Linked DNA regions of Mus musculus: region 1 is linked to region 2. The links are chromatin contacts, called in public Hi-C maps. All regions are on one chromosome and are shown on one strand. Each heading gives the region's core, a stretch centred on a gene start, on an enhancer-like site or on the middle of the called end of the contact. The rest is flanking DNA. Distances are from core to core; before and after follow the strand shown.

What was found. A called contact is a pair of places that touch in the nucleus more often than the background predicts.
Region 1: a Hi-C map of cortical neurons shows a contact between it and region 2, with 2.3 times the contacts expected there. The contact joins two enhancer-like sites. A contact is called at or near these places in 13 of 484 Hi-C or Micro-C datasets (cerebellar granule neurons, cerebellum, cerebral cortex and 6 more) and 2 of 115 datasets of contacts at active chromatin or transcription factors (SST interneurons and astrocytes).

The regions. Positions count from the first base shown.
Region 1 is chr6:136,352,433-136,355,132 of GRCm38.p6, forward strand. No RefSeq gene overlaps it. Among named protein-coding and RNA genes, the nearest start is that of Eif4a3l1, 26 kb to the left of the region's middle. Within about 2 kb of position 1,424, at least 18 of the 459 cell types and tissues checked have an H3K27ac peak or open chromatin away from gene starts, as enhancers often do. A contact at or near this core is called in cortical neurons, where this site is marked.
Region 2 is chr6:135,827,079-135,829,778 of GRCm38.p6, forward strand. All of the region lies in intron 6 of Grin2b (glutamate receptor, ionotropic, NMDA2B (epsilon 2)), which reads right to left. Among named protein-coding and RNA genes, the nearest start is that of Gm14330, 24 kb to the right of the region's middle. Within about 2 kb of position 1,448, at least 17 of the 459 cell types and tissues checked have an H3K27ac peak or open chromatin away from gene starts, as enhancers often do. A contact at or near this core is called in cortical neurons, where this site is marked.

The sequences.
Region 1 (2,700 bases), core at 174-2,673, 530 kb after region 2:
CCCTCAGACTCAAGCTGTAGCATCAAGTGTACTCTGGAGGCCTGGACCCTGGACTTGCCAGCCTCCATAATCCTGAGATAGATGAGAAAAGGGAGGGAAGATAGATAGATAGATAGATAGATAGATAGATAGATAGATAGATAGATAGATAGACAGACAGACACAGAGAGAGAGAGATAGACATAGATAGGTAGACATAGATAGATAGATAGATAGATAGATAGATAGATAGATAGATAGACAGACAGACAGACAGACAGACACAGAGAGAGATAGACAGACAGACAGATAGACATAGATAGGTAGACATAGATAGATAGATAGATAGATAGATAGATAGATAGATAGATAGATAGATAGATAGATAGATAGATAGATAGATAGACACAGAGAGAGATAGACATAGATAGGTAGACATAGATAGATAGATTGATAGATAGATAGATAGATAGATAGATAGATAGATAGATAGATAGATAGACAGACAGACATAGATAGGTAGATAGGTAGATATTGATAGATAGAAGATATGCAAGCAGACAGTAGAAGATAGATAAATAGATAGGCAGATGATAGGTAGATAGATAGATAGATAAATAGATAGATAGATAGATAGATAGATAGATAGATAGATAGATAGATAATAGAAATAGATAGCTAAATATGACAGATGAGAGATCAATAGTAGAGAAATAAATGGCTAATTATATAGAGATAGGTGATAGATGGATGGGTGGTATGATAGATATGGAAAGCAGAGATGGAGGGAAGGAGGGATAGATGGGAGGGTGGGATGAGTCTGACTCAATTCTCTAGAGAGCCCTGACTTCTGTGAAGACTTCGAGTCAGAGGAAGAATGGCCAACCTCCCCATCCTTATCCTACGTTCTTTGGTTCAAGAAGATCTGTCCCCAGTGAGACCATCCAGATACCTCCAGGCTGAGTGCAAGAGAAGGTGCTCTAAAACTGCCAAGTGTTATGCACTCGGATGTTCCCATGATAACACCACTCTTTGTTTTAGCTATTTCCATTGGAAACATTAGGTGTACTCAGCATTATGTAATGTGAAAGGTTGAAAGGCTGAAGGCAGGCAGAGCGCACAGGGCAGAGTGCTGGTGCGTTCTGCTCCCTCAGCCCATTATTCCACTGCCCAGCCACATATCTGATCCTTACATCCGCCCTGGGAAAGACCAGGATTCGTTGATCATGCCTTGGTCCCACATAGCTCTTGGCTTTTGCAGTTCTCTACACCTCCGGAGACCACTCATCTTCCTCGTCTATATTATCCAGAAAAGAAATAAAGCCAGCTGTCAGAGGGAGTGAGCTTTTTAGCACTTAAATCAAAACCAGCTTTCCTGGCTCCCTGACTTCCTAGAATAAATGCTGTTCACTCCCCAAACCTGCATGGCTTATTGGTGCGCGGACTCCACCTAGTGACAGATGGAGAGAATGCACCCAAACTTGTTCTCATTTGCAAGCCTAGAAGCCTTTGCATCTAAAATTCAGGTAACACATCCTTAAATTCCAGAGACTTCCAGGGAACAGTGTACATTGCTTGTTTTATGACTACTTAGAGATCTGGGGAAATGACTCAACAGTAAATGCGTGTACTGCTCTTGCAGAGAACCTGGATTGGTTTGCAATATCTACATTGGTTGACTTAAAACTGCCTCAACTGTTAACTCTAGTTGGGGGGGGGGGCAGATGCTCTCTTCTGCCCTCTACAGGCACTGCATGCACATAACACGCATACTGTCGAACGCGCACACACATGCACACACACAAGAAAAAAATAACCTTTTTTATAAATACTACTTAGAAATCTTCAGTGTCTGAACCTTGCATCCAAGCATCTCTGAGCTAACTCACCTATTTTAACTCCCACTGTGTTTTGTCTGTATGAATTTGGACTTGTTATTTCCATTAAACTTCATGACACTGTAAAAATTGGGCTAGTTGTAAATATTTAATATATAGTCTCTCATAATTAGTGTAGACCGAACGCTTAATAGTCCACCAATAATACTTGCTAAAACCCATAGTTTATTTTCCAGTTAACTACATGGAATTTCCACAGAATATCCTTTCTCTGGGCTTAATGGTCCTCAGCCTTCTAATGAGACTAAATAGGAGGTGGTGAATAACTTTTAAATCTCTACGTTAGGGCTGGCAAGATGGCTCAGTAGGTGTCTGCTGCCAAGTCTGAGGACCAGAGTTCTATCCCCAGGATCCACAGGGTAGAATAGAACCACCTACAAGTGGTCCCCCGTATGCCACACATGTACTGTAGCATGTGTGTATACACACACACACACACACACACACACACACACACACACACACACACACACACACGGAGGAAACAAACCAAGCCACCATGTCTTTCTGGTGCAGGTAGTGGGCATCCCTACAATGAACAAATGCTCCATGGGGAGATGGGAAGATGAGAAAGTCAGAAAGTGGAGTCAGCACAGTGGTGTGCAGCAGCCTGGAGCTTACACAGATGCAGACTTAGCCCACGGAACATGCTAGTCGGAGTGAGGATCGCCCTGGCTCTGGGTAATGATGGAGGCCCTGGATGGGGAAAGGACCACTTGGTCTAGAATGCCACCAGTGGCCGTGTTGGTGTCTGTGGTCCATGCTGCTGCCCCTGGCCATGATGAAGCCTGGGGTCCCTGTGGACATATGCAGTCCGTGCCTC
Region 2 (2,700 bases), core at 198-2,697:
GCATCTCCAAGCTCCGCCCACACTTGGAAGCAGGCTGAGCTAGAACTTTGGTAAGAGCAGGGGCCATGTCCAGGGAGTATCTCATTGCAGCATGCTCCTCATAGTCTTCCCTGCCTCTTGACCTTCTTATCCCTTCTGCTAAGTGCACACAGTCCTTGAGAGAGAGAGAGTGAGCTGTCACATTCGCCTTGATTTTTCTCTTAGCCTCTGATGCAGGGGTCTCTATGACTGAGTCCTTCACCTATGTCTGCGGACTTAGACTAAAGCTGACTGCATGCTGACAGCACAGGGGGGTAAAGGCCAGACTCTCACAGACTGCAGAAAAGCCAGTCGGGATGGATTTGTCTGTGCTCTGAAATGTGGCTACATGATCCTTGTGGTTCTCTGAAGAACCAGTTCCACTCTGAGATGGAATGCTTCTAACTTCAGGAGTAGGATGTGGGAGAATCTAAAATGCCACTTTCCTGGAACAGAGAGAGACTAGGCCCTCCCCTCACATCCTTATTTAGAACTTGCACAAATATACAAGCAATTAATGCCATTACCTTCTTCCTTTCTATCTGGAGCGCTGAACTAACACACTCTCTCTCTCTCTCTCTCTCTCTCTCTCTCTCTCTCTCTCTCTCTCTCTCTCTCTCTCTCTCTCCCTTCCTCCCTTAATCGCTGTCAGTTTTTTTTTTTTCATTTTACATTTAAGATGTGACGGCATTTTCCTATTCTAAGGGGAGTGGGGTTTTTGTTTTTATTTATTTTTCTGTTGTTTGTCTGTTTGTTTTTAATTCTACACTTCTTTCTCTTACTCCCCACCAACATACCTTTTTGAGCCCTCCTTACTCTTGGTTGAAGCCTTCTCCTCTGGGCCCACTGGTACTTTTGGATCACTCCAAATCCTCTTGCAACGCTTTAAGGTGTTAAATGGTGGCATATTGTTTCTATATTTTGTTGCCTGAGAAATAGAGGGGCCTTCACCCAGTGTCTATTGTTTTCTAAGGTGAAATGGGAGACTTAGTGTATTACAGACTGAGGTGGTTCAGACTTCGAAGACATAGCACAGAAGTCTCAGTCGCCCTCTAGAGACCTCAAGATGAACTGCAGGGAGGCACCAAAAGGCCAGATAAACTGGGTACCCCTTAATCCCAGTGTGCCCTTTCCCAAGGCACACATTTTAGCTCTTAAACAAGGAATGGGTGCTTTCTGAAATCTTCTCTGTTCTTGGAGATGACTCTCCAGTGTCTCCAGGGGTGGAAATGGAGAACGTGTAGTGCAGCCAAAGGAGACTGCTCTCCTTAGCTCCAGAAGGGCGATAGTCCGCTGCTGCTGCTGCTCTCTCTGATATTTAGAAGATTCTGAAATCCAGAATTCTACAGAAATCTGAATCCTTAAGTGCTAGGAGCCAATTTAACCTTTAGATGTCCCATCTTTCCTATAGGACACACAGATCACATCTATGATCTAAAAACAGACAGAGAACTTCCTGTTTTATATCCATCTGCACCACGTCCCTGTGTAAGGTCACATTGGGATGCTACAGGGTCAAGTGAGGACAAGTAAAAAAGTGACATAATTGCCATAATTAACAGTCAGGAAAGAAAGCCAAAAGATGTCATGTTCGCTTATGACAGCAGATTAGAGAGGCAACTTACCATACATAGCTCGTAGTGAACAATGAACATTCATGCTTTGTTGGGAAACGCAAGCATAAATATTGAAATGGTTACAAAAATTCATCTCATTCTCTATGGGCTAGCCACAGCATAACAACAAAAGGAGATCAAATATTAACACCACATTGCTCCGTTCCATGGGTAGGAATGTGCCTGAAGTCTCGGCACAACAGCTTTATAAAATTTCAGCAGAGGGTCTATCGGCATAATTTTAAAAAATTAAATGTTTACTTGAAGTCAGTCATGGTTTAAACTTTCCCCAAATAATGTTTCACAATTGGTACACATACAAGTAGCAACTTTCTCTATGAATAATCGCATTTCCAGGAGGCCCTTTGAGGCTGGGACCATATGGCTCAGAGCCACCGCATCCTGGCTCACGGTTCCCAGAGCACTTGGTATTATATTCATTCATTTGCTCATGTGTTAGCTCCCTAGCCCCGCCCACCAGGAAATGAGCTCCCTGAAGCCAGGGAAGGGGTCAGTTTTGTTCAAAACTGCCCTCCCCTGGTCTCTGCCAATCCCTAGAAGAGTGCTTGGTGCATTCATCTTCTGTGGGCCACTTAGAGTCTCCTAGAGCCACTGGGACAGGTCTTAACTCTTTCCTGCTGGGCTGATGGCTTTCTTCTCTCCTTTATGAAAGGATAAAGATTTGGTCTTCTTTTAAAGCTTAATGGCTGGGAGATAAAATGAGAGTAGGGGACAGAAGCAGCGCAGCAGCTTAAGTATCTATTAAACAGATACTTCCCCCCGGGAAAAGAAATGTCTGTTATAAACCATCCCTGGGTTTTATAGGTTAAGCCTCGGATGACCGGACTTCATCTCTAGAGCTTCCTGGTAGAATCTGAGAGTTAGCACTCCCCAGAGGTTCCAGGGTGGAGCCAAAGCTCATGCCCAGTCACACTGTGGGAATGTTAATGTCTGTGGGCCACAAAACACTATGTACGTATCAGGTGTTGCTGTAACTCAGTCTCCCTCTTCGCCAACATTTCCTTTATATGCAACCCTGAATCTGGCTTTGTCTTTTATCATTAAA